Linked DNA regions of Mus musculus: region 1 is linked to region 2. The links are chromatin contacts, called in public capture Hi-C maps. All regions are on one chromosome and are shown on one strand. Each heading gives the region's core, a stretch centred on a gene start, on an enhancer-like site or on the middle of the called end of the contact. The rest is flanking DNA. Distances are from core to core; before and after follow the strand shown.

Evidence for each region. Capture Hi-C pulls out chosen DNA fragments and counts their contacts.
Region 1: a contact with region 2 is called in a capture Hi-C map of bone marrow-derived macrophages, with 6 times the contacts expected there. The contact joins two enhancer-like sites. A contact is called at or near these places in 1 of 15 datasets of contacts at CTCF or cohesin (pro-B cells), 2 of 484 Hi-C or Micro-C datasets (granulocyte-monocyte progenitors and myeloid progenitors), 1 of 115 datasets of contacts at active chromatin or transcription factors (the HPC-7 cell line) and 2 of 9 other capture datasets (bone marrow-derived macrophages and liver).

Annotation. Positions count from the first base shown.
Region 1 is chr1:107,495,787-107,498,486 of GRCm38.p6, forward strand. No RefSeq gene overlaps it. Among named protein-coding and RNA genes, the nearest start is that of Serpinb2, 14 kb to the right of the region's middle. Within about 2 kb of position 1,270, at least 41 of the 459 cell types and tissues checked have an H3K27ac peak or open chromatin away from gene starts, as enhancers often do. A contact at or near this core is called in bone marrow-derived macrophages, where this site is marked.
Region 2 is chr1:107,380,372-107,383,071 of GRCm38.p6, forward strand. It overlaps Serpinb11 (serine (or cysteine) peptidase inhibitor, clade B (ovalbumin), member 11), which reads left to right. Exons shown (of 8, transcript NM_025867.2): 8 at 1-104. Among named protein-coding and RNA genes, the nearest start is that of Serpinb11, 19 kb to the left of the region's middle. Within about 2 kb of position 1,265, at least 11 of the 459 cell types and tissues checked have an H3K27ac peak or open chromatin away from gene starts, as enhancers often do. A contact at or near this core is called in bone marrow-derived macrophages, where this site is marked.

The DNA.
Region 1 (2,700 bases), core at 20-2,519, 120 kb after region 2:
CTGGTGCTTAGATAGTTGGAGAATACTCCCAAAGGAATTCATACATAACTAGTTTTCTTAGTATCCAGTAAATGGGCATGAAGGGTGGAATTATTTAGGATTTGTCCATTCTTATCTTATTTGCTGTACTATCCAGACAAATTCGATATAGGTTACACATTTGCATGACTTTTGATAGTAGAACTCAGGTGGACTTTATTTACTGGGTACTAGGAGAATAGACATGAAAAAATAAGGAATAGAAATATTGAGGCAAAGAAAGAAGAGAATAACCTCTGACTTCAGAGGCACAAAAGTGCCAATTGTTCCAACTTACGGTCCAAATTACTCATGGTAATTAATATCTTCAGTATGGTGTGGGAGCTTTTTTGTTCCACTGTCAGATTCACAAGGGTCATAATATTGCTTCAAGTATCACTTTAGCAAATATCAAAACTACAGTTATTTCTGCTGATGAGTTTATTGGAAATTGTATCTTTAGACACTGCAAACTAAATCTAAAGAAAATGCTAATAATTACTTCAGTATGAAATTTTTTTTCTATCTGTACATACAAAATTTAATCATATTAAAAGATGTGTCTCTTTTTGTTACTACACTAACCATTTCATGGTTTACTATAAAGAATGAAATAAAAAATTATAACAAATCAATGCCAAAATAAATTAGGAGATGAAAGAAAATTGCATGAAAATCAATAATGAAAGCAGCAACTTAAAGCACAAAAGGCAGACTGACTTGATAGTCAAGCGTTTAGGAGAGTGTTGAGGAAGTAACTTTTTAAATATAATCAATTTCATTCTTCGAAAGACAAAATAAAATGCTGGAGATTTCTTCAGAAATAATCCTTGTTTTAGCTTTCTCTACTTTATATTTGTGTATTTCCAAAAGCAGCTGCATCTCCAATTGTGTCATTTTGTGTTTTAAAGTGACATGTGTTTAATATGAAATGTGCACACATCAATTTTCCTTCTGCTTTTGATGTAGTATACAATAATTTTAAATAATCATTAAAAAAGAATATTTTGTGGACATTTTCCTCAAAATGTTCTGTGCACACTCACCATTTTTAGAATGATGAAACTCTTCCTATCTGCTGGGCCCACATTTCAAAATGTGGTGCAGGAGTGTGTACATGGTTTAGTTGCCACATAGTGTGTCAGCTGCACGATATGCTGTCATGACAGAGGGAGGAAGCAGGGTGTGCGTGTGGAGTGGTCCTCCTGCCTGCCCTCATGATTATAGTGTTAGGGAGGAATGCTGGTACAGCAGTTATGATCTGATGTGGCAATGACTGCATGCTCTACTCTTCCTTCCTGGAGTAGGAGTAGAAGCCAAGCCACAGGAAAGAAGTGGCATGACTCTAGTTAATGTTGGCAGCTCAGATCTCATGGTTAAAGAAGTGAGACCTAGGGATATTTGCTGCTGATTATTCTGTACCTTCTGTTTATCCCACACTAATGCTGGGTGCTTCGACAGTGAAAGAGGAAATTGGTAGGCCCTTATTAGGTGATATTTATGTATGGGGAGGACTCATTTCTGCCATAATCTCATAAACAGGAAATTCAGCTAAGCTTTAAGTAAACTCTATCATGAAACTGGGCATCATTATTCAGTCAGCCCTTCAGCACCAATTGACAGAATACCTACTGTAACTCAGTAGCTAGTTTGAGGCTGGGGATCACACCCACTGTTCTTAACATGGGATATTCCTACTGTTGATGCCTTTCCGTCATTCTGTTTGAAGCTCAGAATCACTTTGAAGACCGCCTGATTTTGGTTCAGTTCTCTAAAAAATTAGAACATTGGGACATGTGGTTCAAACAGGAAGTGCCACCATGAGAAAGTAGATGGACAGAAGGTGTCAGAAGGTAGAAATGGAGCAGAATGGGCAAGGAGAGATGCTTTAAAAATTAGTCTTGATGTAGAAACAAACTTAACTGACGCTCAGAGAACTCCAGAGCAGAACTCTGGCATTTGTGCCACGTCAGTACTTAGAAACTGGCCCCGTGCATCCTTACAGCAACAGCTACGGGCCAGGGGCTTTCTGTGGGAATACAGTACTCCCAGGCACCTCTCATTCTCTTTTCTGGGCACATGGCTCCAGCATTTAGTGGGGATTCTGTGAGTGCTGTAAGTCAAGCCATCAGCATACAGACGCTGGTTGAGTATGTCTGTGAGACATCAGCAAGGCCACATTATTCTACGAACTTGGAGGTTAGAATAGGATACACAAAGGATAGCGCATAACCAGAGCCTTGCCACCCAGTGTTGGTTCTCAGACTAACAGTATCTAGTGCAATGGAGATCCATTTCAGTTTGCATTTGCTGCCATGCTGAAACACGGACCAGTGCCATCTTGGGAAGGAAAGAGTTCATTTAGCTTACAGGCTAAAGTAACTCTGACATTAAGGGAACCCAGATTAGAATTTCAAGGCAGGGATCTAGATGTAGGAACTGAAGGAGAAACCATGGTTATTGACTTGTGCACATTTCTTACAAAGTGTAAAGCTACCTGCTTAGTGATAGCACTACGCAGGGGTGGACCAGATCCCCTTGCATTAATTATCAACTAAGAAAATGTCCCTCAGAAATCCCCAAAGTTCACTCAGAAAGCAATTCCTAAGTTGAGTTTCCCTCTCTTTAGCTACATCCATATTTGTGTCAAGTTGATAAAAGATAACTTTGACAATTACCCAA
Region 2 (2,700 bases), core at 15-2,514:
TCAGCTCAAACTTCTACATGGATCATAATATATAGACACAATGCTTTTAACTCTTTGAAGATAAGAATAAACTATATCAGTTAATAAATTGAGCTTTCTTATGCAAGGAATATTCCCTTCCCCCCTTTCTTTCTTTTTCTAAAAATGTCTATGACAATTTCCATGTTCATAATGAATTTTGGTCTTTTTTTCGTCCCTCTTCACTACTCTGTCTCATTCCGCTCCCTCATCAATGGAAACCCTTTTTCTTTCCCATAATTCCTCGTCCTACACTGATTCTAATTTGTGACCTACCAAGTTTAAATGAGGGTTGCTGGCATTAGTAAGTATGGGTGAGAGGTTGTTTGCTGAAACATGGGTAACTTATTACAGACCACACTACTAAAGAAAATAGCACCCATCCTCCTGGCCATTAATTATCAATAAGTTCCTCAGGAAAGGTATCTTCTGAGACCCTTCTCCATTTGCTATGAAACATTGATGGGCCAAACATTGAGCTTATCTTGGGCAAGTAAGCACAGCTCCTGAGACCTTCTGAGGACAATGAGCATGCCTAGTGTCTAGGAGACACACTTCATTGTGTCCCTCTTTGTCCCTCTTACCCTCTTTCTTCCCTGTCTTCTGCAGTGCTTCCTGATCCTTGGAAGGGTTTGATACAGATGTCCTGTTTGGGACTGAGCCTTCATAGCCTCGTTGTCTCGCTACTACAGTTTTCTGGTCAAACCATTTATTGGTCAAAATATATAATACATTCCTTCCTCCTTTAAAAATCATCAATTCAATGAATATAATTATTAGGGAAACAAAAGATAGATATCAATTGGATGTTCTACTTAGAGAGCACTTCCATAATTTTCACTAAAGATAACACAGAACAATAACCAGATGACAGATGTCACTGTGCAATGGTTCCAGCATGTACAAAATGTGAAATGTAATGAGGGGTATATGTTTTGTGTCTTTTTTCTGAGGAGACTGGAACAAACATCTATTCACTCCAGATCAGACAAAGAAGGCAGAGCAAGGGAACAATTCTATCAAGGTCTAGCTTAGCTAACCAGTAGGTTTATTAGGGTTACTTAAAGAAATATGAGTGGAAGGTTACCTTTATGACATGAGTTACTTAAATGCAGATGTATCAATGAAAAGCCCATGCCAGGGTGAACACTATATCCCTGGACCTCCCTGCATGAGACTGAGGCAGGTTGGCTGGTCATTAATATATGATATATTATGAATATGGATAATATATTGAGCAAGAACAAGAGGAAGTGACTCATCTATCTTTTAGCTTTAGAATGAGGAGAGCATTTCCTCTTTTAGGGGATCTCAGCTATTTTCCCTTATGGCCTTCAACTGATTACATGATTTCTACCCATTTGGTGGAGGTAATCAGCTTTACTCAATGTGTGCTGTTTCAAATGCTAATCTTTTGTTAAAAAAATACCTTCACAGCAGCAGCAGCCAGGCTAACCTTTGTTCAAATCACTGGGTCCTTGGGCCCTGGCAAGTTGACTCACAAAATGTAAAAAATTGTTGGGATTCTAGAGATGGCTCAGCAGTTAAGATCACTTGCAGCTCTTTCAGAAGTTATGACTTCAATTCTCAGCATCCAAGCTGTGTAGCTGACAGGTAGGAGAGAATCTTTGCCAGCTACATGTATGATAGAGGATTAATATCAAGATTGTATAAAGAATAAAAACCCAAAGAGTTAAGAGAACAAAAGACCCAGTTAAAAATGAGCTATGTGTCTGAAAAGAGAATTCCAAGTAGAAGAAATAAAAAGGCTAAGAAACTTCTCAAAAGTGTTCATCATCCTCATCAACTAGAAAGTTGCAAGTTAAGAAAACTCTGAGTTTTCACCTCACCCCAGTCAGAATGGCCAAGATCAACAAAATAAGTGCCAAAAGATCCTGGTGCGAGTGTGGGTGAGGGGAACCCTCATTTTTGTTGAGACTGCCAACTGGACCAGATACTCTGGAAATTAGTGTGGAATATTCCCAAAAATCTAAATATAAATTTATCCTATGACCCCAAACTTGATGTCCTGCTCCCCAGATACTTGCTTAGCTATTGTCATAGCCAATCTATTCACAATAGCTAGGGAATAGAAACACCCTAAATTTCCTTTATCTAGCAAATGGGCAATGAAAATATGGCTCATAGAGATAGTGAAATTCTATTGAGCTGCAAAGAAAAAGGAAATGTGTGAATTTGCCAGTTGGTGGATAGAACTAGAAAATTTATGGAACGGGGTAACATGTTAGATAGATAACTGCCATATCTCTCTCATCTTTGGTTTTTAGCTACAGATTTTTGGATGTTGGTATCTACTCTGGAGTAACTGCAGAAATCAGGCAAGTAACAGAGACTGTGGGGTAGAGGAGAAGTGTTAGAGAAGAGAACATCAGGACTCTGGTGATAGGAGAAAGAGGGTGTTAACTCATGAGGGGAGAGGGACATCCACACAGAATTGGAGAGAGGGAAGGGGATACATAACACTAAAGATGTTTGAAGAATCGATATGGAATCACAGTATTTTATATTTAGCTAAAGTTATATGTAATATACACAAGTGTATGTGTATACATATGTATATACTTTAAATGAAGTTACGCCCCTTTGGATGATAGAGCCAAGAGCCTAGATTATCTAAGAAACTCCCCAGTACTGGGCATGAGAGATCTCCTTTCAGCTTGT